Regions from separate parts of the Mus musculus genome. Here all the other regions are linked to region 1. The links are chromatin contacts, called in public Hi-C and HiChIP or PLAC-seq maps. All regions are on one chromosome and are shown on one strand. Each heading gives the region's core, a stretch centred on a gene start, on an enhancer-like site or on the middle of the called end of the contact. The rest is flanking DNA. Distances are from core to core; before and after follow the strand shown. Region 1 overlaps Rps6kc1 (ribosomal protein S6 kinase polypeptide 1). Region 2 has its middle 59 kb from the start of Gm39736. Region 3 overlaps Gm30446 (a long non-coding RNA gene). Region 4 has its middle 59 kb from the start of Gm30446. Region 5 overlaps Prox1os (prospero homeobox 1, opposite strand).

Region 1 (5,099 bases), core at 808-3,307:
CATTTCTTTTTATTCGCTGTTGCTTCCAATTAACTGAGTAGGCGTTTTATCTTGTAATTAGTATCTTCATTTCCTGTCTAGAGCTTCATTATCAGTGCGGCAAATTCACCCCCAGTAATAGCTTCTAGTACTTAATGATGCCATTATTCTTAATGATACTGTTTTTAGCTACAAAAGGAGTAATTACAGTTCGCTTCTGCAGAAAATGGAAGAGAAAAATGTTTTGATTTCTCCTGTCGTTTTGTTTTTAGGACACATTCAGCTAACGTATTTTAGCAGGTGGAGTGAGGTTGAAGATTCCTGCGACAGCGATGCCGTAGCGAGAATGTACTGTGCCCCAGGTTAGAGCACTCTCCTCAAATGCTTCACTTGAAAGGTGGCTCTTGCTTCTCTCTGCCAGTTGTGCCTTTCACTAGTGGCTCACACACTCGTCGGGTCTGCTCACCCCTTCAGCCCTAACGAAGAAAAGTAGGGGATTGAACTGTATGGAATCTAAGATGGTGTGTATGGGTGTGCTCTTGGTAAAAGCATTTATATATCTCTGGAAACTCATTGTGTTCTTTGAAGTGTCTTAAGGAAGGCCTTGTGTCCCCTGAGCCTCTCCACATGGGTGGACTTGAAATTTTATTAAGATATGGGTCTGCTTTTTGTTTTTAACATCACAGATGTATGTCTGTGGCCGTCCAGGCCTCTGTTGGCATCCATAGTTAAGCATATCCGTTGAGTTTGTGTTGCCCTCTTGTCAGTGCAGATGGGGTGCTGTTTACCCCACAGCTTGCCCAGTTTTTCTGAGCACTAAGTCTCAGAAAGGCGCAGAGTTCACTCATCCCTCGCCCACTGGCTGCCAGGGGTCTCAGGCCGAGGGAGTGGGTGGGCTCCACTGGGTCACTGGGTGCCCACATGGGCTTTCGTTGGTGCTGGCTCACTGCTGTGCTGCTCACCTTGCTTAGCTCGGCTCCACAGGAAACGATGATAATTAGGAATAAAAGGCTTTATTGTTTTTAGGGAACCTTACCTTGGTGAGAGTTGCTGGGCTGAGGAAAGGCAGGTTTTCAACCCAATGCAAATTCCCCAACTTTCCCCCAAACAAGCACTTGTGAACCGATGCTGTTATGTAGTTAATGAATAACGGAAACGTTGTAGTGAGACTGTTTGCTCTTGTGTTCACTGGTGCCACTTTCTAACGTGGTTAAGAACTCACATGTTAGGTTCCAGCTAGCATGGCTATATTTGCTAATTACAGTGAATTTGGAGGTTTTAGAGTCCACCTTAGACCTGGGAGGAGAGCCTGTGAGTAAAGTGTGTTCTGTCCTGAAGTGGGGCCCAGTGTGCCACGGAGATTAGAGCTGAGTGTCGTGCGTGCATGCTTCTCTCCGAAGCAGTGGCTGTGGGGCTGTTTGCCATCTGAGCACTCACAGGCCGGTTCTCCTTTAGCATATGAGCCTTTTGACATGATGGAATAAAACTATCCCACACAAACCCTCAGTTTCACTCACTGAGTTTATCAGTTTCCAAGTGTACTGTTCCAGGTTAACAATTAATTCCAAGTAACAGTTTTCCATGTTCACCAGTTTCCAAGTCCAGGCTCCAGGAATGCCATTCCTCACATTTGACCAGCAGGTGGCAGTATACCATTAATGGATTCTTCGATTTCTGCAGTCCCCTTCCAGGTTGTCCTTCATAGTGTTTGGGGGAAAAAAAATCCAGCCAAACTGTAGTCTAAAGAGAGGCTTTGTTGTGATTGTTTGTATGAAAGAATTGCACCTTCCAGCTGCTTAACTGCTCTGTGCATGAGCCACGGGGGTTGTTCCTCCAACCCTTGGGCAGATCAACTTTAGCGACAAGGAGAAACCCAGAAAAGTAGATGCCTCCTTCTTGTTAACAGGACCTCAAACCTATAGAGGCAGAGCCTGCACCTCGGAATCCTAGAGGGGTTGGAGCCTCAAGCTGCAGCACATCCCTAAAAACCAAAAGGCTCTCCTGTGAGTAGGTAGTCTCCCTTGTCAGTGGCCGAGAGCAGTGGCAATGGGCCAGCATTCCAGTGCACAGTGACCACAGCAGAAGGTAAAGAGAGTCCCTGGCAGCAATTTCTCTCTCCCACATTCGGCCCTCCCCCTAACTCTGACCTGAGTCCCGCTGAGATAGTCACTAAAGCCAAAGCTCTGCTGCCTGGTTAGAAAGGAAAGTCCAGAGGGTGCTGAGGGGAGCTCTGCCCTCTGTTTATCCAGTGTGGCCTGCCCCTGCCCTCCTCCCTCCCGGGATCCTTATCAGCTGTTTGTTCAAAAACCATCACCCACCTGCCTGTACTTTATACTATCACCGCATCCTTTTATCTTGTGGATGATGTGCCTTGATATTTTGAGAAAAATTTCCAGTAACAGATTCGATTTACATGGACAGAAACTTGAGCAAACGCCAGACTAGCAGGGGGGCTATTATTCTGTTCTATAAATAAGTTTAGACCAGAAAACACTCACAGAAACCTGGGAATCAACATGTTTGGGTCTAATTGAGGGGAAAAGCAAGATAGATAAATTTTGAAATGCAAATGATCACCTTCTGTTGTTTAAGAATTGCTTCTGCCAACTTTGTGATCTTGGATTTAAAGCCACAGACCTCCAGCCATGTCTACGAAGGCTCACAAGTTCCTGCAAAAAAAACTAAGAACTTGAAAAAAAAAATCGCCTTTTATGTTAAAGCAAAGAGATCCAGCGATACAAAGACAAAACCCATGGAGCTCTGTCTGTCTGTGCCTGTGAAAAAGCCGGCCCTTAAATGGCTACAGCTGCGGCTCTATCAAGAGGATCTTGAGAATACGAATTTACAGAGCAGACTTAGCCCTCTTCTCAAAGTTGGACTTTTCGGGTTCGTTTCGTATCTTTGGATTATCTAGCAAGGTTTTTATTAAATAAACCTCACTCATGGCAAACGGCTTCCTTTCATACTGCATACAAACAGAATGGCGGGGAGAAAGAGGAAAGCAGGGCCGCAGTGGGCCAGGTAGGCAGAGGGTATGCAGCACTGAGTAGGTCTGCAGCACTGTCCTCTCTCGGGCACACCCTCAGGAGCTCCTGGATGCACTAGGACAGGTAGTGATCAGAAGCCAGGGTGCCGCTCACTTTTCTCTTGAGCACATGCTCGTGGTAATTTGAATTTTATTTCCAATGCTATAGAAACCAGAGCTTCACCAAGTTTTTGACCCAAGGATTTGAAATATTTCTCCACTTAGTAGCATAGAATAAATTTTGCTACAACATTTTTAGTGTTATAGAAAAATAAAATACAATGTCAGGGACTGTAGTTAATGTTTTCATAGCAGTATCTTTTACCATCAAAGGCAGCTAGAAATAAAACTTATACTCTTAACCATGTGACATACAAAGACTGATTGAAAATTCAGTGTACAGGCTAGCTCAGGCGAACAGAATCGGATCCAGCTTGGTTATCAAGCTAATGCCCTCACCCACACGCCTGTTTCCTGTGTCTCTGACACTGTGACTTTCAACCCCATTATGAACCCTTAATTTTAAAAACTTGAAATTTACATTGGTCTTTCTCACTGACTAGTTATCAGCCTGGAGTTTTATAGGTGAGTGTGCATGAATTGAAGAGGACCGACACACTTTCCTCTGCAGCCGCATCTCCACGCTCCCAGATGTCAAATGACAGCTTTGCTTCCTCTGTTAGGCGATTTCACACTTGAAAACAGCTCACAGCTGACAGTGAAAAGTGAAACAGCATTCAGTCTGCAGAATTCAGGGTAGAGCAGGACACTCAATGCCTCCGTCCTGTGCTCCCCAGAGAGTCCCCAGACCGACTAGTCACGCATAATTCATGAATATATTTTGGGGGAGTAGTCTCTCCTGCCCTTCTCCATCACACCCTTCCCCTCCGTTTCTTTCTTAGTAAGTGTGGTACTCAGTAGTGTACTTCAGTGCTTTATATTAGAGCTAGGATTCAACCCAGGGGTGGATTAATATGTGTTGAGACCATCAGACACTTCTTAATTTAGAGATTTCGATGTCATTGAGAATTGCTAGGCCCTTATGGTTTGTCCCAGACATGGCGTTGATGCTTGTGTTGATCTTGGACAAATTATTTAAGATTTTTCAGGCCTCCTTTTCATAGTAGTAAGTAGATTGTTGAATAGAAATAAGATCACCTATGTCAATCATACAACACATTTCTTATACAAAAATTGGTCAGAACTGAAGTTCATCAAGCACAGAATTCCACCGAAGAGTTGAGTTCAAGGAATTATTTTACTTGGAAGACTCTTAAAGTATATTTTCATACATTTGTAGAGTTTTTATAAAAACTATAAAGTATGGGCATGAGGGATTTATTGAAAAAATTCATTTAGAGGAGGAAGCAAGACACTTTAGAATACACCAAAAATTCCCAACAGGAATAATAAGGATGAAAGAAGCGAGGTTTATTTAAATATGAGCATTTAAGAGTTGTAGAGTGATTTCAGCAAACAGGAACAAAATAAATAAAGCTGTGTATTTAGAAATTATGAGGACATAGTCAGGAAATGGGACTGTGGTCTTAGGGCAGGCTTTTCCTCTTCTGGAGAAAGTAATGGAAGGCACGGCTGAGTTTAAAGCTAATTTGAGAAGGGTTGCATTTGTGACTTGCTAGAATTTGCCCTTGAGCAAAATGATCAGTAGGTCCCTGGTACATAGGCGTTTTTTTCTGGACTGATCAGCAAGTGTCTTTCATCTTTTGCCTCCAGTTTTTGCTGCAAAGCCAATCTGTTTCTTTCAAGGGGAGTAAACTGTCCAGTTTCCAGAAAAGAGCCGGGGTTTCACACTTGCACTCCACTACCTGCCGAAGCGAAAAGGGTGTCAAGTCTTCAGAAGTCTTTCCTGTCAGGCAGGGAAGCCTGTCTGCCACCCAGGAGAGGGAAGAATGGATGTGGAAGGGCTTGAGGGTCTCCTGCCCTGGGGTCAGAAGGACCTGGGAGCCTCACACGTACCCTAACTTGGCCTGACACCTTAACCAAGCTGAATGTTTTGAGGTCACATTTCTCGTACTGGCCACAGAGTGGGAACAGAGAGTGAGATGGTGGGCACTGAATAACTTAGCTCCTGCCA
Region 2 (5,099 bases), core at 1,478-3,977, 810 kb after region 1:
TCAGGGCTTTACCAGCTAGCCTGGGAGAAGTGCCTTTATTCCCCCAGTCTGAGCACTGGTGGGTGGAGTCAGGCCTTCTCTGGGAGGGGGTTCTTCAGCAGAGGCTGGTGTCTGGGTCACACATCAAGTACAATAAGCTCTCTGCCCTGAGAGGGATTTGGAGGAGCCCATACCAATGTCTATTGCACTCACTTCTGCTTTGGGGTCTTTACCTTTGCTGTGCACTCTGGCAAGATGGACTGGTTTTGTCTTTGAACATTACCTAGGAGTCGGGACACACGGGCTATGGATACCATTCTGTGTGTGTCTGAATTAGCTGAGTGCCTCTAGCAACTTAGGTAGCAACTCTTTCCCCTCTTCCCTCCCTCTCCCTGTCTTCCAGCCCCCTTCTCTCCTCATCTGTTACTTGGGGAACCCACAAGACCTCCTTTTCTATCCTGCTATCCTACCTCCAACACACACACACACACACACACACACACACACTCACACACACACACACACACTCCTCACATTGTCTCTGGGACTCGAGCATTATGTCCAGAGCTTGCAGTCTCTTACCAATCCTGTGCACGTTCCTAGCCCTGGACTCCAGTCCAAACCAGAGTCCACAGTCCTGCGTTTCCCCCACCAGAGGAAGCCAGATAGTACTAATCTATTATATGTCCTTCCACGAACTTAACTCTGCAGGCTGCTTCTGTAAAACAAAACATCACATTCTTCTCTGATTTGCCAGGGATTGTTAATACACAAGTGTTTGTTGCACAGAAACATTTTTATCAAGTAGGTGAGCGTTGAATGGTACATCGTTCTTTCTCTAACAGATGTCAACAACCTCCTTAAAACCCATGCATTAAAAACCAGCATTCACTGATTCACTCATTCATTCATTCATTCATCCGGTGCAGAATGCTACTCAGTGTCTTACATTGCCCTTGTCACTACAGATGGGCTGTAACTAACTAAGGCTCTTGTTCCAGGCAGTACCAGATGCCTTAATGCAAATTCAAACACGACCATGAAAAGAGGAAATCAGACCCCATAGAGCATAATTATCTTTTTTTCCATAATGTCTGCTTTTACTGATATTTCTTTATAAACATGCTCAGTTTTCCAAAATTTTATAAAATTACATATCTACGAAGGAAATGTTCTTCACATACAAACAAACAATAGTTGGCTGCTTCAATTCGTGTGGAATTGTGTGCTCTCAACCCATTTATGTGTCCATGCATGTGCAGATATCCATATACATGTCTTTGTGCACGTGTGGAAGCCAGAGGTCAACTTCATCTTGTTTTTTTAAGGCAAGGTATCGAGATCTTTCATGGGCTTGGAACTCACCCATTAGGCTAGGTTATCTAGCCAGGGATCCAGGAATCCTCCTGTCTCTGCCTCCTTGGCCCTGAGATGACAAGCATTTGAAAGTCAAGCCCAGCTTTTTTGTTGTCTGTTTCATGAGGATTCTGAGGGCAGAACACACATCTTCATACTTGCATGGTGGTACTTCATGGCTCAGCCATCTCTCCAGCCATCTTATGACATTTTCCAAATAATTCCACCGGACCATTGAATACTAGAAGATCTTAGCTAATAACATCTTTTGATTTATTTTAAAGTGTTCCCATCCCTGTTAAAGTCTGGAAATTCTAGTAATTGAGCTAGAGAGAGTTGGACACAAGGCACCACCAGGTAAAAAGAATACCAGGACCACTCCAGTCACCTCATGGGAAGTAGAAAAGCAAGGCCAAACTGAGAGAGTGGAATCCACAAGGGGAAGTTTGGGTAATTGTTTTTTTTTCATAACATGTGAAGCCTGGGATAGTCTCAGCATATCTGTAGCGCATGTGGTTAGTGGGCAAATGTTACTATCTGTGGGGACTTGCTCAAGAGGAACTACTAGGAGCCTATAACCTCCATGTGTCAAGTCCAAGGAGACTGCCAACCCTGTAGTCTGTCCAGCTTACTACTTCCAACTAAGGGATCAGCAATAATCTCATATTTAAGGAGTGCTTTTTAATCTTTGTCTGTGTTGATGCATGCATATGTGTGCATGGACTTATATATTTTTTTATAACTGTGCGTGTGTGGAAGTCAGAGAGCAGCTCAAGTGTCTATGCCCACCCCTGCTTTGCTTGGGACAGGGTCTCTTTGTTTGCAACTGCGTACAGCAGGCTAGCTGGCTCTGGAGCTTCTGGGAATTTTCCTGGCTCCATGTCCCATCTTGACACAGGAACTCTGGGATTGCAGACACCCAACACCAAGGTCGAGTGAATGTGGGCGGTGGGGATTTGAACTCAGGTCCTCATGCTTGAGCAGCAAGTGCTTTACTCCTGAGCTGTCTTTTTGGTCAAGGAGTGTCACCCCTTCCCTACCTGCTCGGATTAAAGGAGTGCACCCCTAGGTCCAGCTTGTTTCCGAAATCCTCTTGGTGATTGCAAAAGAGATAAATAAAGTGAAACTGCCCAGAGGCCCGCCCCTGGTGGCTGCAGTTTGTGTTTGAGCTATCCTTTCCTTTGCAGATTTCATCTCCTCCGGGAGCCACAGACGCCCTCTCAGAACATCAGGCTGTTTTCTTTAGGGAATTTTACACGCATTTAAATTACATAGTCATTCGTGACAGTGCCGTCCATTCAGATAAGAAGAGGAGGCTACTCTAACACTTCAGACTGCCTCACTATCCAACGTCTGCAAAGCAGAACAAGGACTTTAACTCTATGCCAAAAAAAAAAAAAAAATCAATAGTGGACAGCAGGATTGTGGCACATTTTAAGCTGGTCAAAAACAAGAGAGGCTGGGGATGGCACAGTGATTAAAAGTGCTTGCTGCTCTTCCAGAGGACAAAGTTTGGTCCTGAGCACCCATGTGGGAAGTTCACAAGTGCCTATAACTACAGCTTCAGGGGATCTAGTGCCCTCTCCAGACCCTGAAAGGCACCCAAACACATGTACCACATACACAGGCATACACACACACACACACACACACACACACACACACACAGGTGGGGAGACAGAGGAAGACAGAGAGAGAGGAGAAATAGATTAAAAAATTAGAATGGTGGTGTTCTTGTGCAGTCTTACAGGTCTGAGCACCCTTCCCTGATGACTGAAGAGTATCAATCCTTTATCTCCAGGCACAGGTGATATTCCTGGGTAAGAACAAAGCAGTTTATCATTATTAGCAAAGTAGCCTATTCATTATTTGTCTATAATTTGCTTTTCCCGGGCAGTTCTGAGTTCCTCTAAGGAGCAGTGGAAGTCACTGGAATTTGCTCAGTAGAGCCCACAGTGGCTGCCTGTGAATGGGAAGGTCCAGATGTCATCAATCCTTGCCTTTGCCATCAGACTTTATTTTAATCCAAAGGAAAACCAGGCTCCGGATTTCTATGGTTTTTGGCTTTTTCAGCAAGAGATGTTGTGCCTTTCCCAAGCTGCTGAGGCTTCCTTTCCTGGAGGAACACAGCATAGGCTTTCACACTAGAAGAGAGAGGAGGAGGTTAAAACAACACCTTGAGGCCTCCTTTGATCTGCTCCCACTGTAGACTCAAATCTCAGCCTCTACCTTAAATGAAGGAATTAGAAGAGAAAGCCTAACCCAGGATATGTGCCCCATAGGACACAGGGTCTTGGTTTCTTTTCTGCTGCTCTGAAAAAAGAAAAAGAAGAGAGAGGGGGAGGGAGAGAGAGAGAGAGAGAGAGAGAGAGAGAGAGAGAGAGAGAGAGAGAGGAAGAGAAGAAGAAGAAGAAGAAGAAGAAGAAGAAGAAGAAGAAGAAGAAGAAGAAGAAGAAGAAGAAGAAGAAGAAGAAAAAGAGGAGGAGGAGGAGGAGGAGGAGGAGGAGGAGGAGGAGGAGGAGGAAGAGGAATAGAAGGAAGGAAGGAAGGAAGGAAGGAAGGAAGGAAGGGAGGGAGGGAGAGAGAGAGAGAGAGAGAGAGAGAGAGAGAGAGAGAGAGAGAGAAAGAAATAAAGAAAAGCAACTTTTGGCTTACAGTTGGAAAGAACTACAGTCCATTAAGATAGACAGGCACCAGGCTGGGAAGGCACAGTGGCAGGAGCAGGTGGCTAGCTTATCACATTTGTCACCCTGCATCTGCACCTAGGAAGCAGCGAGCAACAAATGACTGTGCTTAGCTCGATTTCTCTTTTATATACATATATATATATATATATGTGTGTGTGTGTGTGTGTGTGTGTGTGTGTGTGTGTGTGTGTATACATATATATATGTATATGTATACACAAATACATAGATTCATAGATATATAGGTAGATAGATGATCGAGAGATACATACATTAATAAATACAAAGGTAGATAAATGATAGATATATACATACATACATACATACATATGTAGATAGATGATAGACAGATATATAGATACATACATACATAGACACATAGACACATAGGTAGATAGATAGATATACATAAATACATAGGTAGATAGATGATAGATAGATAGATAGATAGATAGATAGATAGATAGATAGATAGACAGACAGATAGATGTGAAGATAGGTAGACAGGTAGATCAGGATCCCCATGCAGGGAATGTGTCTGCACAGTCAGGATGTGCCTTCCCATTGAGAAAATCCCTCTCATAGACATAGTCTATATCTCATGATCTACACTGAGGAATACCTCAGTCTAGACCAGTGGTTCTCAACCTGTCAGTCATAACTGCTTTGGGGATTGAATGACCCTTTCATAGTGGTCACCTAAGTGAGACCATAAGAAAACTCAGATACTTACATTACAATTTATCACAGTAGCCTAATTACAGTTATGAAGTAGTAACAAAAATGCTTTTGTGGTTGGGGGTCACCACAGCGTGAGGAACGGTATTAAAGGGTCGCAGCATTAGGAAGTTTGAGAGCCACTCGTTTAGATGACCCCTCACAGGGACACTCAGAATCTACTGCAGAGGCCCTTCTTGAACTCACCAGGTTGGCAATGAGATTTACGGCTACGTACATGCTTTCAAAACCAGTGAATGCTATCATGGACATAACATATACACTGGGAACATCTCCCTGCAGGCTGAGCTTATATGACAAAATCAAAACTCCTCAGGGTTGATTCGTCCTGTGTCAGAC
Region 3 (5,099 bases), core at 1,711-4,210, 720 kb after region 1:
AACGAAAGAGCAGTAGCCCAGCCAAGTGGCCCAAGCTCCGAATTCCCGCCTATCCTCTACTCCCCTACCCTCATCCTCCTATCTTCTACCCCTCTACTCCCAAACAGGGCAGTGCTAATGTCTGAGCAGTGAAGCCAATGGTACAAGGAGCAGACATGGAAAGAGGGGCCATGAAAGAAGGAGGCATGGATTCACATCTGGGGAATATATCTGTGGGAATGTTTCAATAGCAAAACCCAGGGGTAGACAGTACTTAAGTGCACACCCCATTTGCAGTATTCTCTATCAATGCATGGTCACTTCGGGGGCCGGAAAGTTGTTTAGAAGGATCCCACAGGTAGACCTCATGAAAGATGTGTATAGACTACCATGATAAAGAAAGCTTCAGAGGAACAGGGAGAAATAATGAAGTCTTAACTAAGATGAGTATGTATCTACTGGGGTGTCCCCCTCTTTCAACTTCATGTTTCCTTCCTCTACACTGGGAGTGAGCATGCCCCAAGTCTAGTTGCTATTGTCCCAGCTGCAGTCATTAAGAGCTAATAAATGCTGGTTCTAAAATTAGAAAGTCCCTCTCATCCTTTACAGAGGATCTAACACTGTTATCGTTGGCCAGGGGATGCTGGCGTGAACCAGAGCTGTATGGTCAATGATATTCCCTGCTGAAAGCCATACCAGAGTTGATTGCCTCTAGAGACCAGTAAGTTATTCCCATTCTCAGACTTCATTTTCAAAATATTTATTTACTTAGCTGATGACTAAATCAACCGCAAGAGTATGTGGGCTCCTCCGATGATGAGAATAATCGAGGCCTTTTATGAGCACCAGCCACGGCCTGTCACTCAACACGAGAAATTGTTGTAGTTGTTGGTGACAATGGAGACATGGAGGTGACTTTGACAAGTATTAACAATGTGACTATGGACATATCATTGTAACAAATATGACTCATTTATTAAAAGCACTGTTTTTCTACATTTTAAAATACCATCACCAAGAATGAATAGCTTAAATGTAACTATGAAGACCCTAAGCCAACCCCGGCTGGTGGTTGCTCTATAGCATGGCTCTATAGCATAGCAGTGCATGGCCTCTGTGCACTAAAACATGTTAGTGCAGGGGCCAGTGAGATGGCTCAGCAGCTAAAGCACCACCTCAAACCCTGACAATTTCAGCTTGAACCCTGGGACCCACAAGAGAACCAACTCCTGCCCGCTGTCCTCTGCCCTCCATACACTTGCACAACACACACGGACACATGGACACAAAATAAGTAATCAGAAGTGTGAAGACAAATCAGGGCATAGAAGAGCTGAGGAGCTGTTCCAGATGAAATGAGACGAAAGCCGTGACAGCTAAACGAAGGAGTGACCCCAAGGCTGCTCCTGGGCCAAGGGAAGAAACAGGCAGAGGGGGCCCCTGGGAAAATGGTGCCATTTGAATATGTATGCTATAATAATTGGGCATTAGCGTTTCATTTACTGTTTTTAATATTTACTGTGGTCATGAAATAGATCGCCTGTGTCCCTAGAAAATAAACTACCAGGGTTTATTTTGTCTTCATTTGTTGTTTGTTTGTGAGTATGGGCTTGTGTGTGCTATCTAAAGACACCTTGTTTTGGGTGTTGGGGAGATGGCTGAGCACGTAAGAGAACTTAGTTTACAAGCATGAGAACCTGAGTCCAAATTGCCAACACCCATGTAAACAACTGAGTGTGGTTGTGCATACCACAGTAGGTGGGGGAGACGAGAGGAGCACTGTAGCTTGCTAGCCACCAACCTCGCTCTGGGTTCACTGAGAGACTTTGTCTTACGGGAACAAAGTAATAGAGCAGGACGTCCAACATCCTCCTCTGGCCTCCAGGAGCGCATTTGCATGCATACTCATGTACAGATACCACACACAGACACAATATACATCACACATACCACATACTTCACACATACGTACCATGTATACCACATACACCACACATATACGCCGCAGACATACATCACATATATGCCGCAGTCTCCACTCCGGCGGAGACAGGAACGACACGGACGCCAAGGCGGGCTCACGCAGCAGCTTCTTTACTTGTGGCTTTTTCTCCTACAGCTCTCTTCCCCAGCAGCTTCTTCTTCTCCCTTCTTGCAGCAAGGGCAACAACTACAACAACCTTCCTATACTCGGGCCGACTGACCTCATCACGCTCCACACCACCTCATCCAATCAGAAATCACACACGCTCCAGGCGCGAGCTCAGGTCGGTCACCGATAGGCTGACAGATCTGGATCACGAGGAACAGTCCAGCCTGGCGGGCAGCCCACGCCTGCAGCCTCACTGTGCATGCTCAGGCAAGGCAGTAAACAAGTGGGGTTCATGGGGCCTGGCAATGGGCCAGAGCGCCATCTTGGCCCATGTAGCCGCAGCCGCTTCCCGCACATATATATGCTACAGACATTACACATGTGTACCACATATATCGTACAAGTATATTACATATACCACATACACACACTATATGCATCATGTATGCACATACACCACTCAGGTACAATACACACATACCACACAGGTACAACATACACTATATATGGATACCCCAAACATAGAACATACTTAAAACATGTAGGTCCAACACACACACACACACACACCATGCGCACCATTGTAAGTAAGACATTCTCCAACTTTCTTTTCTATGTCTTTTCTTCTATGTCTTTTCTTGGGCAGAACAGATCAGTATCCTGGACCAATTTCTGTGTCACCACATACACCTCTGTCTCATTCTTTGTAACACCCGGGGCTTCTGAACAGGGCTCACAATGTTCATTTTGATGGATCCCTGGCAAGTGAGCAATGGGAATTGCCTCCATTCCATTCAGCAAATCACATTGCTCTCCACAGACTCTGCTGGCCAGGAGGAAAGGGTGCTCTTTTCTCCTTACACAACGACAGCCTAGAGGCAGCCCTATTAACAGCTCGTCAACGCGCCAGGGTAAAACGCGATCCAGCTTACTCATGTGAGCCATCCTACCATCAGAACAGCCTGTGCTGTTACCACAAGCAACCTACAACTTGCGTAGTCCCTCTGTGTGGTTCTCTGTATTCCCAGCAAAGTATTCCACACGGAAGCTTCCCACACTCACGTCAGTCTCCTCAGAGCTGACAAATTAACCTCACTACGGTTTTGTACCTCTTTGTGCTCCTACCATGTGCAGGAAGTGGCTTGCTTCCGTACCCTCGAACCAACGCCGGAGGAGATCAATCTTCTAAATATTTGCCAATCTGATAAGTAAAAAATTTTATCTCACAGTTTGATAGATCATTTGTAGCAAACCAAATATTTTTAACGTTCTGTTCTCCAAACCAAAACATTTTCAAATGACTACTGAGTCTGTGTTCTTCACAAATCTACCTGCAGCACTGATTCCATCCGTGCGTGCTCAGAAGGCAACAGTATCTACCCCACCACAGCACATCAGCTCAATCTTGTCTCCTGTGGGAAACGGGAGGCAGAGGGAAGGAAATACAATGCCTGGCAAGCATCGGGAGGCATAAGGTTTCAGCGCAGGTTTGATGGCATCTGATTTTTTTTATCACAAGTCACAGCTGAAATCCCACTAGCTACTAGCTCAGCTTAGTTAGACATCACAGCCCCCTTTGCAAATAAGAACACTTTCATTCAGTCATTTTGCTGTTGGCCACACAAGCAGGAGGTGTAAATGCCAGAGAAAATACCAAGGCTCACGTGCTTGGCCTCTCTCTCTCCCTCCCTCTCTCTCTCTCTCTCTCTCTCTCTCTCTCTCTCTCTCTCTCTCTCTCTCTCTCGTCTATCTTTTGTTTCTTTCGAGACAGGGTTTCTCTGTGTAGCCCTGGCTGTCCTGGAACTCACTCTGTAGACCAGGCTGGCCTCGAACTCAGAAATCCACCTGCCTCTGCCTCCCAAGTGCTGGGATTAAAGATGTGCACCACCACTGCCTGGTGGCCTTTTCTCTTTAACTAGGTGTTTGTGTGAGTTCAAACCCTCCAAGATGCCAAGAGGAGACTTCAGGCTCAAGAATTTTATTAACACAAAGACTTGTAGTTAAAAACCAGAGAAGGAACCAGGAAGACTGGCAGAGGCACAAAGCTCACCTTAGGGAAGGAGAGTGGGGGAGGCTGGATACTTGAAATTGCCATGGAACCCAGGTTCAATCCAGCTCTGTGGAATTCTCAAAGCCGGGCCAGCCATTAGGAAAGTGTGGTGCCTCCTGGAGTCCTTAAGTCTTTCCACTCTCAGTCACTAACTGGGAGAAGCCTGGGGGGAAAATGGCCTTGGTGTGAATGTGTCCATGGACTTAGGGGCACAGCAGCTGGGGCCTTCACTTCCCCTCCTTGGGCTTAGAGAACCTCTGGCCTCCTTGCCATGATCACTGTCACACAGAATCAAGGAGGCACTCTGGAGCTAAGAAAGGTTATCAACTCAGAGAATCCAGGGCCTTGTGCATGCGTTTGAGCTCCTAGCTTCTGTGTAACGATTTACCTGAATACCAGACCAGAAAAGATGGCCGATGCCTGCATAAACTTCTAAGACTCGAGAGAAAATATTGAAGATTCTAAAACAGGAAGACACTCAGTATTCTGTGTATAGGAACCAGAACTTGAGGGGTCAGGGACACTTAGCAGCTGTAGTGTTTGCTATGCTAGCACAAGGGCCTGAGTTTGAGTCCCTAGAACCCATGTGAAAATCAGGTGTGGCGACAAGACCTAACCCTCATGTTGAGGAGGGATGTAGAGGCAGGCAGAACCCAGGAGCTCAGTGGCAAGAGAGCCAAGCAGAAAAAGTGAGCTTGGGGTCCCATGAGAGACACTTCGGGCACCTGACACTGACCTCTGACCTACATGTGTAAAGGGCAGGCACCCACACACCCATACACGAATGTCCATGCATAACTATATACTGACATACAATGAGCAAGATTTAGACCATGAAAATACACATGACTTGGATCACAGTGAAGACCAACAAATCAAGAAGAGGGGAAGAGAAAGGAAAGAGGGATATGGCGACTTGGCAATGACCAGGAAATGATCCGCAGGTGCCTGGGGAGGATTCTCACAGGGGATAGGAAA
Region 4 (5,099 bases), core at 1,494-3,993, 690 kb after region 1:
AGAAAAGTTATTAGGATATGGGGGAAGTGGACCTGTTCAGAAGTAGTTCTTTGCTGGGCAAGCTCTTTGACAGCAGTTCAGACCTGTAGCAAACACCAAATATGACTCAGCAGCTGCAGACCAGTCCTCTAGGCAGACAAACAGCATACAAGAACCGGCAGCTACAGACCAGCCTTTTCAGCAGGTCGACACCAGGCACAACACCAGGCAGCTGTAGTTCAGTTCTGAAGGAACAGTTAGACTCTCACCAATGGCCTCAGGTGAGACCACTGAAGCAGCAAGCTGCCACAGGAACCTCACAGGCAGTTCTTCGGCAAGTTCTCTCAAAGGCAGTGTTATTGCAAGTTGAGCTCAGCAACATGAACCAGTGTAAGGCGAACCAATACATGTGTGTCGTTAGTAAACAGTATCGAGGAGGAGCAAACCAAGCCAATGCTCTGTGCTCATCTCCCACTGTCTGTGGGGTCATAGTTATACTTCATCAAGTGTCTGCTTTAGCAAGACATCCTTTCACCTATGCGCTCCTTACAAAACATCATTTGGCATAACCGACTTTCCAGAGAAACCAGGAGTTTCCACTTCACTCTGTCCTCTAATTTGGACTCGAGAAGTGAAAGAAATCCCACAGTCTTGAAACCCACGTGAGTCAACAGTAGTAAAAAGACCTGTGGGGAGACTTTCCCCTGTTGGCATTGATGAATAGTTTAAAAAGGATGCTGTGACAGCTTGGCAGGAAATGGACGAAATGTCTCTACCCAACTGTTCTACAGAAAGCAGGCTGAGCTAGAAACAGTGCTTACAGAAGAGCTCCATGCACATCAGATGCATGAGACTCATGTTGGTCGGTGCTTCATCTAGCTCTCAATCACCTGCACAGATTTGCACGTGAGTAGTTAGGCATGGCAGACCTGTACCCTCAGTTCTGCTAAACTCTGACTTCTTTTCTCCCTATGGTTCAACCGAATCTATGGCTTCTTTTGGGATTTGTGTGTGCACACACTCTCTCTCTCTCTCTCTCTCTCTCTCTCTCTCTCTCTCTCTCTGTGTGTGTGTGTGTGTGTGTGTGTGTGTTGGGAGATGGCACAGTTATACATGAACTTATATGTAGAAGCCAGAAGACAGTCACAGTTGTCATCCTCAGAAATACCAACACTTCCTTTGAGACAGTGTCTCTCATTGGGTCATATCATCAGTTAAATGCTGGCCAGTGAGTGCCAGGGATCCCCCTGCCTCTGATTTCCCAATGAGATTATCAAAATCTGTAACAATATCTGGGGTTCTTGGGATCAAACTTGGGTCCTCTTACCAAGTATCTCTCCCTAGCTTCTGACCTGAGACTTTCAGGTCCCACTTGGGTCCTTGTTCCCTCCCTGTGGTAAGGAACATCACATTCCCTGGTAATGTGAACCCAGAACCCCTTTCTCCCACCACGCTGTGGCTGATGCCCCTGGCACTTGGTTTATGTATCCATCAGGGGACTTAATTAATGTAAATGTTATGTTTATGAGTTGTGTTTAGCATTTTGCCAGCAAGCAAATATGCCACGTCCTTGCATATACAGTGGTAAAATCACAGAGGCATAGGTAGACATGAGCTACTTGCTGAGAGGAGCAGAGTTCCTACCTAGGATGGAGCCATTTGTCAGTGTGTGCAGTGTGCTGTCTGCATTAACCAGTCCACGTCAGAGGTCTGCAGTTCCACTCTCAGGGGGAAGGCACCCACATGGTACCTGTGCTATGGACTGTAAGCTTAGACCTGCAGCGGAAGCCTAGCCACTGATTCTAGTCTTCCTGAGTCATTGTTTGTCCCTTCATAAAATACCATTTAGTCCTTGAGCTGAGGAATGAGTAAAATGTGCAGTGGGATGTACCTGAGGTAGGCTGTGCTCAAAAGATAGTTGAAGGAAAGGAAGTCAGAGAGGGAAGTCACTGCTCACAGTGAGGAACAGAAGGCATGCTGACCCCAGCTCTAGTCATGTGCCTCGGTGCCACCCTTATGGCCTTTTTTCTTTTCTGTCCTCAATTTAACAGCCCAAAGGTGCCTCCGTGGAGGTCCTGGTCAGGACACAGGCAGCGGACACAGAATGAGTATGTACCCTATCCTCCCACAGTACGAGTGTGCAGGTATGTCAGAATGGAAGGGACCATCACACATGTGCATACATGTGTACATACTCACACATATGCATGTACACACACAAACATAATACATATCTACAGGTTCATATACACATACCTAGAGACACAAACATACACATTCATATACACATATATGAATATACATATACACATTAACACACGAGCATTAATACACACACACATATATGTGTATATATATAGAGAGAGACACAGACACACTTATATACATATTCATACACACTGACACATATATACATCTACACACAAAGATACACATACATTCACACATTTACATATACACAGTTACACATAAACATACTTATATACACACATACATACATATACACACAGACACATATGTGCTTACACATACATATGCACATTCAAATACACATACACATGTATACATATATACACATACATATGCTTGTACACACACATACACATATGTACACATACACACACACTCTGCTGCTTTTAGGTTTTTGGTTTGGCCTGTAGAATAATGGATTTCAAGCATAGATAAGGGAGACATGTTATACATGAGGGGAGTTTACTTAGACTAGACCAGAGTTCAAGGGTAAGTGATCAGAAAAGAAACAAACTTACAAAATAGATGGCGCAATGTGTGGGGGTGTAGTTCTGTAGTTGAACACTTACTTTTCATGGACAAGACTGGGCCCTATCCCCAGAACAGGAAAACAAGATAGATAGATAGATAGATAGATAGATAGATAGATAGATAGATAGATACACACACACATATACACTATATATACATATATATAAATATATACACACATATATACATATATGTGTGTATATATATGTATGTGTATATATATATATATATATATATATATATATATATGATAATACATAAATTTTCCTCGAATTTCGGTAGATAGCCAAACAGCAGACCAGGCAATGATGAAGTAGCAGAAGGCAGTGTGCAGTTAGACTGTCCTATGAGCTTAACAAAACTAAGTGCTTCCCCATCTGAGACTCCATGACTGGAAGACAGGAAATCTGGCCGCCCACACTCCCCACCTTCCCTGACCTCTCACCCCAAAGCCTCAGGAAAGGGAAATCGATGAGGCCCCAAAGAGCGGAGCAGGAGCCCAGAGCTGGGGCTGGAATTTGACCCACACGGACTGTTTGCTGATCCACTCAGTGCGCTCGTCCTTATCTCGCGAGAAGAGAGGAGCTCGGGCTAAAGCAGAACCCACTTCATTCAATGAAAACTTGCCCGCCACGTTTGTCCTGACCTCGCACCCAGCCTCACTGAGAACATGGAACTCCGAAGACACTTTCTAAAGCGTCAACAGATGGAAAGTCAAGCTTTACCCCCCCAGTATCTTCCATTTCCCTCTGTGGCTCTGTGGCCTCTACCCCTCCCCACCTTCTGCAAATATTGACTGAGTTCAAGGGCAGTGGTCTAATGTCTAACTTCAGAGTCAGCACGCACTGAAATACTTAAGATGGTGCAATCCCTGCTAATGAAGAACACACTGAACCCAAGGTCATTTACAGGCAATTCCTGTCCCCTGACCCACTTGATATTTGTTTTATCAAGTCAGGGGCTATTCTTGTCATCATTGTTAATCTTCCTCTCAGCAGATCTGTGCTGGCCGAGGGCATGCACTTGAGGTATGTTAGAAGAATGGAGGGCTGTATTGTGGGAAAGAATTTTTGCTAATTCTGTCTGCCTACAGTTTCCTCAGCCCTGTTCATATGATCTTAACTCACTAAGCAAAACTGGAAGCGTCTGGAAAGTGTGCTGACCTGGGTCCAGGAAGTAGATTTGGGGTTTGAGAGCACAAGACAACAGTATTGTCTGTTGACCAGGGCTCCTCTTTCTCTTGGGAGCAACCTGACACATTCATGGAGTAAAATCTTGATGGAATATTTTTTGCCTACATGTATTCCATGGCTGTGTGGCTCATTCAGCTCATGGAGGCTCGTTTTTTGGCCTCCGTGTGATATAGTTCTTGTCTGCAGGATTCCTGGGAGACCTACCATCTCTGATAGCTTGAGCTGGGAGTCAAAATGAGGTGGCACTGTTGACCCATCCATGGACTTTGTAGTGAGTAGCCATGGATCAAACTCCAGCCTCCTTGAACCACTGTAACTTTGTATGTGGAAATAGTCATAGCAATGTTCTTCTTGCAAGATTGTTAGGGAGATTAAACATGGCATTGTATCTGAAAGCATTCGGCACACTGCCTGCTGCTTCAAATGGGATTAATACCTTTTAACCTCCTTCCTTCCGCTCAGCCACTCCAGCTGCTGGCATATCCACTTTCTCGGCTGCATACATTTGACACAGTGGAACCAAGCCAGTCACACTGGAGGGGGTGTCATCCCCATAAGGATGAGCCTCGGAAAGCCTCAGCAGTACCCAGAACAGCAGCACTGAACCCTAGAGCCCACACACTGGAAAGAATAGAAATTTACAAACCAATCTGAGGTCATGTAGCACTTCTGAGAGAGAGAGAGAGAGAGAGAGAGAGAGAGAGAGAGAGAGAGAGAGAGAGAGAAGAGGAGGGAGGAGGGGGAGAGGGAGAGACATGGAGGGAAGGAGGGAGAGAGAGACATGGAGGGAGGGAGAGAGGGAGGGAGGAAGAGGGAGAGAGGGAGAAAGAGGGAGGCTCAAACAGGAGAAAGATAAGAGGGGCCAAAAATCAAGAAATCTCTGTGAAGAGACCTTGTTTGATGAGGCGTTTTTAAAAATCTGATAATCATAGCAACCACTATAAACTTCTTCTGAATATAAATTTATAACCAAGTTTTCCAACAGACAAGCAGACCTGAATAGGTTAACAAAGGAGAGGAGAGGGCTGAAGAGATGGCTCAGTGGTTAAGAGCACCAACTGCTCTTCCAGAGGTCCTGAGTTCAACTCCCAGCAACCACATGTAATGGCTCATGACCATCTGTAGTGGGATATGATGCCCTCTTCT
Region 5 (5,099 bases), core at 1,547-4,046, 590 kb after region 1:
CTGGAGGTACCCATGTCATCTGACCCCAACCCCATTCATGTGACATCTTTGTTCGCTGCTAAATTCACTTGAGAGGGAAAAAAATACCTCAACCAGGAAATGTATCTTGTACAGCTATTTCACCTCCCCTCACGTGGTGCTGGAATATCGCTTTAAAGAACATTCTTGCGGCCTTTCCAGTTCTTTCCCTTCAGTCCAGCCACGGGAGGAGCCGGTCCAAGGGGAAACTGCTCCCCAGCAGAGCCGTTCTTCAAAGGGGACTTCTTCAGGCAGGAAGAGGGAATGTCTGATATTGTGGCTGAATAAACAGACTCATCAAGCTCAGAGCCAGATTGGAAAGCTAGGCCCCTCTGAGCCCGGAGTCTGCCAGCCCTGCACCCCGTGTTGGTATTGCTACAGCTCTATCTGTGACATCCTTCTGTCCTCTCTTTTCTCTCCCACTGTGTCATCTTCTTCTCCAAATGCCTTAAAAGCTGAGTGTGGGGTTATTGCTTTCTCTACTATTTATTAGGCTCACCTAAAACAAGAGGCTTTGCACATCTCAGAGCCCATGATGTCACAGTGTGGATCACAAGGTCTTGCAGCATCTACTACCACAGCCCAAGGTCGTCAGTCTTCCTCCTTGTGTTTAAAGAGAGGACAGACACGTATATTGATGTATACCCAAGACCCACAATCTGAGGAGGCTGAGGCAGAAGGGTCTCCAAGAGTTCAAGGCCATCCTATGCTACTTGGTGAATTTCTAAACCAGCCTGTCATCTAGGTAGACTCTACCTATAAAGCTAAGCAGACCAAATAGTCGATTCATAAAACTCTGACAGCCCTGGGCAGGTCACTGCACTAGTAGAATCCTAAGCTCTACAGGGTTCCAAAGAGTTTGTTTTCAGAAACAGCAGACAGCAAAAACTACCATTCTACATGCTCAGAGAGACTATTGTCCCCTCTATCCCTTGAAACAACTATCTGTAGTAGAATTATTCAAAACCTTTATTATCACTAGCTTTTCCATTGACAAGTTGGTCATAAGCAAAATCCCAAGCCACAGGTCACAGCAGGGCTCGGGCTTGGAGACCGGAATTTGACTTTTCCGTACTGGAAAATTTGGGATTTTCTTTTACCATTAAATAAGCACCAAAAGACGCTGGGGCTACCCTGAAAACCTGGGTACGAAACCTTTGCCCTTGTCATGTGTGCATCTACCCATTGTGGATGCAAATGCTCCAAGGATTTCCCATCTCAAAAACTCAGTGCCACCGGAATTTATTTCCAAACATCTAAAAATTAAGTTTGTTCTAAATATCCCAATATTCATTTATTATACTTCCTTGTGGAAAATATGCCAAAAGACACACATCATTGGGAGGTTTAGAAAACTCTCCAGAGTTTGTTTCAAATGAGAGTTTATATCTTTAAGTTAATTCATTTCTTCTACAACTATCTGTTGGTAGATGTGTTATCCTGCTTCCTGGTTGGCCCCTTGCCCTGTTCTGGCAGAAATAAGAGCAAAGCAGAGAGTCGCATCCGTATTTGGTGAATATGGATGTCTGGGATCCAAAGCAGTTTTAATTTTCTCCCAATAGAGACCATTTAAGTAATCATTCAGTCACCCCCTACACACACACACACACACACACACACACACACTAACACACACACATATACACACACAAACAAACACACTAACACACACATACAAACACACTAACACACACACAACACAAACACACTAACACACACACACTAACACACACATATATACACACAAACAAACACACTAACACACACTCACACACACATACAAACACACTAACACACACACACAACACAAACACACTAACACACACATACACACTAACACACTGCCATCGATATTATTGATGTGTTCTTAAATACCAACTGGAACTGTGAATGGTTGTTCCTGGCTGTAATCACCTCAGGATGAACACTAAGGAAGGAGGGTTACTATGAATTCAGGGATAGCCTGGTCTAGAGTCAGACTGTCTCAAATAAAAGAAAGTAAAATAAAAATAGAAAATAACAGCCTACGTAGGCACCCTAAGTGATCAACATTATCTGAGTGTTTGCTCATAAGTATTGTAGAGAAATCACAAGGGCCATTTCATGTGTTTCCTGTCACTAACGCAGACTAAGAGTCAGATACACACAAATTAGTACGCATACTTTACCATTTTATAAAGTTATATTGTATCTATTCTTGGAGAAAGAATTTTAAAAATCATCCTTACTCAGCCACTCAGGTGCTAACTGACAAAATCCCAGATAGTTAGAAAATACCTCATCAGCAAGATATTTCATTTGTTTTCAACTGATTTCTGTATAGGTAGCAGCAACAATTTCTTGTCAAACAAAGAATAAAGATCAGAGACTATTCTTAACCAGTCAGATTCTTGTATGTACTCCGCACTACCCAGCATGGGTCAGGCTCTACTTGTGCAACCATGGATGCAAACATCCCTTAGACAAGGAGAAAGGGACCAGGCAGGCGGGAGGCACTGGGGTTAGTCACCTTTGGCTTGGCTTTATTTGTTCTACAGATAAAAAAAAAAAGAAAAAAGAAAAAAGAAACTTTGGACTTCTTTATCCAGCCAGTCACTTTGCATCACCAGTGAACTCCCTCAAAACTTTCTGTTCCCGTCAGACCCTTGAGAAAACAAAACGGGAAAAGATAAAACATGATTAAAATCTACTTTCTTTGGTCAACATCCTAGAGTTGAGCAACTTCTTGACATCTAAAAGGGACTGTCCTGGAGTCCGAATGAGAGTGAACTCTGTATTGATCGAATGTGTGGCTGGGCCAGTTACAACCAGAGAAAGAAAGCTGAGGTTGCAGACCCTGGCTCCCTGTCATTTCCTGACCCTCAGTGCCCTCGGGGCCTTGGCCACACTCTCCTTTTGAAGATGGTGACCTCTGTACATTTAGACCATTGCTTCTACCAACGATAGAACGTTAATTATGTTCATTTCCGAGTTGCATGTTTATTAACCTATTCTGAACATAGACAGCATAAGCACTTACATCATCTGAGTGCTACACCTTGATCCAGGCATGCGCTATTTCAAGTAAGCCAATAAACATGGGCACTATTGTATGACGATTAAAAAGAACCATTTTATATTAAAACTTAAAATGAAATTAAAACTATCACAAATGGACTGATATCATCTGTCTCCCAAAAAATAAATCACCTTACTTCTGGACCCATTACTTGAAAAACTCATTTATCTATCACTGTCCCAGTCAGTCACCACTTCCTCCTCAGGGAAACCTGTGTGCAAGGAGAGATCTGCTGCTGGTCCCTGGAGTATCTGTGAACAAGCATTGATCGCTGTATTCACATTTTAGGTGCAAGTATAAGTATGAGAAGAAAGCTTTATTTTGCTTTAATAATGAAATAATTCCAGATATTTGAACAACAAAGGGTTGCCTGGTGGTCATGGTCTCAGACCTCCTCATAGTCTGCAAACAGAAACATTTAGGGGAAACATTTAGTGGTTAGGGTGGATCATTGGCTTAATAGTTTCTATGAGGCTAATATAAGATTTGTACCCAAGGTTTATGTTTCTTTAAGAAGTCAGAAGGGAGGGAAGACACTGACAGCCACTATAGAGGAAGAACCAGAAGTCTTGTCAGACAGGCACTGTGACTCTAGAGGCCTGAACCAACCTCCAAGGTTGGCATGGAAATTCCAGGACTCTGTAACTTCATGTCGAGGGGTTAAATAATGACTTCCATAGTGCAAAAGAAAAAAAAGGATTTTTTTTTTTGCTCAAAAATAGCAAGTGCTTGCATACTCAAAGACTTAAATCTGTCATGAATATATGCAAATAACTGTCCTAGAGCATAAGATGAGCCATTATCTGATTTTCATCCTTGCAAATACAAAGTTGGGGATCTTTTATAACTATACGATTCCTTAGGCTTATGTATAAACCCAATTCATCACATCTTTTCAAAATAATGTACTCAACTTTGACCCACAAAACAAAGGAAAGTGGAGAGAAGGGTCAGGGGTCAAGAGGGAAGCTTCTTCAGAAGTATCTACATATCACTCACATATATGCATGTGTGCAGTTATGTGTATATGTGTGTCATATATGCATGTGTGCAGTTATGTGTATATGTGTCTCATATATGCATGTGTGCAGTTATGTGTATATGTGTGTCATATATGCATGTGTGCAGTTATGTGTATATGTGTGTCATATATGCATGTGTGCAGTTATGTGTATATGTGTGTCATACGTGCATGTGTGCAGTTACGTGTATATGTGTCTCATATATGCATGTGTGCAGTTATGTGTATATGTGTCTCATATATGCATGTGTGCAGTTATGTGTATATGTGTGTCATATGTGCATGTGTGCAGTTACGTGTATATGTGTGTGAGGAGAAGTCCCCACCACTGCCACTCCTCTGGGCAAAAGAGACACCTCCGAAGCACTGTGACCTGATATGCCAGCAGGCCCTGAATGGACGTTAGAGTACAGAGCAAGGGCTGGAGAGATGGCTCAGCAGTTAGGAGCAGCCACTGCTCTCACAATAGAGCAGGCCCCAGTGCTCACTTAAGATGGCTCAGCACTGCCTGTGACTCCCCCCAGCTCCAGGACATCCCTGCATTCACATCCACACCCACACACAGACACACAAATATACATAATTGAAAATAAAACAAATGGGGACTGAAGAGATGGCTCACTGGCTAAAAGAATTTATTCTTCTTCCGGGAGCCCTGGGTTAGTTTCTAGCACCCACGTGGTGCCTCAAAATCCTCTGTAACTCCAGTTCCAAGGGAGCTTATGCTCTCTTCTGGCCTCTATGTGTTCTAAACACCCATGTGGTACACATACAAGCATACTTGCTTACAAAATACTCATACACATAAAATTGAAAATATTAAATATATCAAAAAATAAAAATAAATCTTAAAATAAGCTAAGTACTTTAAATGGGAAATGGGTCTGCATGAACAGAGGGAAGAATTATATATAACTAAAGTCTAAGTGTTGCAGATTTCCAGCAAAAAGAGCTTTCTCAGATAAGTAAAGTAGTATTCAAAATGGAAGGACTCCACACTGG

Evidence for each region. A called contact is a pair of places that touch in the nucleus more often than the background predicts. HiChIP or PLAC-seq counts read pairs in DNA pulled down with a chosen protein or histone mark.
Region 2: a contact with region 1 is called in a Hi-C map of liver, with 2.5 times the contacts expected there. The contact joins two enhancer-like sites. A contact is called at or near these places in 1 of 15 datasets of contacts at CTCF or cohesin (pro-B cells), 8 of 484 Hi-C or Micro-C datasets (the AML12 cell line, cerebral cortex, cortical neurons and 4 more), 2 of 115 datasets of contacts at active chromatin or transcription factors (differentiating embryonic stem cells and embryonic basal ganglia) and 1 of 9 other capture datasets (embryonic stem cells).
Region 3: an H3K27ac HiChIP or PLAC-seq map of VIP interneurons shows a contact between it and region 1, with 5 times the contacts expected there. The contact joins two enhancer-like sites. A contact is called at or near these places in 3 of 115 datasets of contacts at active chromatin or transcription factors (VIP interneurons, embryonic basal ganglia and stem cell-derived neural progenitor cells).
Region 4: a contact with region 1 is called in a Hi-C map of liver, with 4 times the contacts expected there. The contact joins two enhancer-like sites. A contact is called at or near these places in 3 of 484 Hi-C or Micro-C datasets (embryonic stem cells and liver), 1 of 115 datasets of contacts at active chromatin or transcription factors (embryonic basal ganglia) and 1 of 9 other capture datasets (embryonic stem cells).
Region 5: a contact with region 1 is called in a Hi-C map of liver, with 3 times the contacts expected there. The contact joins two enhancer-like sites. A contact is called at or near these places in 3 of 484 Hi-C or Micro-C datasets (embryonic stem cells and liver), 1 of 115 datasets of contacts at active chromatin or transcription factors (embryonic basal ganglia) and 1 of 9 other capture datasets (embryonic stem cells).

What each region holds. Positions count from the first base shown.
Region 1 is chr1:190,793,894-190,798,992 of GRCm38.p6, reverse strand. It overlaps Rps6kc1 (ribosomal protein S6 kinase polypeptide 1), which reads left to right. Exons shown (of 15, transcript NM_178775.4): 12 at 252-341. Among named protein-coding and RNA genes, the nearest start is that of Gm51740, 24 kb to the left of the region's middle. Within about 2 kb of position 2,057, at least 19 of the 459 cell types and tissues checked have an H3K27ac peak or open chromatin away from gene starts, as enhancers often do. A contact at or near this core is called in VIP interneurons and liver, where this site is marked.
Region 2 is chr1:189,983,364-189,988,462 of GRCm38.p6, reverse strand. No RefSeq gene overlaps it. Among named protein-coding and RNA genes, the nearest start is that of Gm39736, 59 kb to the left of the region's middle. Within about 2 kb of position 2,727, at least 2 of the 459 cell types and tissues checked have an H3K27ac peak or open chromatin away from gene starts, as enhancers often do. A contact at or near this core is called in liver, where this site is marked.
Region 3 is chr1:190,074,687-190,079,785 of GRCm38.p6, reverse strand. Gm30446 (a long non-coding RNA gene) reads right to left here. Exons shown (of 6, transcript XR_865859.2): 3 at 4,122-4,284; 4 at 3,197-3,272. Among named protein-coding and RNA genes, the nearest start is that of Gm30446, 29 kb to the right of the region's middle. Within about 2 kb of position 2,960, at least 14 of the 459 cell types and tissues checked have an H3K27ac peak or open chromatin away from gene starts, as enhancers often do. A contact at or near this core is called in VIP interneurons, where this site is marked.
Region 4 is chr1:190,105,430-190,110,528 of GRCm38.p6, reverse strand. No RefSeq gene overlaps it. Among named protein-coding and RNA genes, the nearest start is that of Gm30446, 59 kb to the right of the region's middle. Within about 2 kb of position 2,743, at least 9 of the 459 cell types and tissues checked have an H3K27ac peak or open chromatin away from gene starts, as enhancers often do. A contact at or near this core is called in liver, where this site is marked.
Region 5 is chr1:190,202,273-190,207,371 of GRCm38.p6, reverse strand. All of the region lies in intron 1 of Prox1os (prospero homeobox 1, opposite strand), which reads right to left. Among named protein-coding and RNA genes, the nearest start is that of Prox1, 34 kb to the right of the region's middle. Within about 2 kb of position 2,796, at least 6 of the 459 cell types and tissues checked have an H3K27ac peak or open chromatin away from gene starts, as enhancers often do. A contact at or near this core is called in liver, where this site is marked.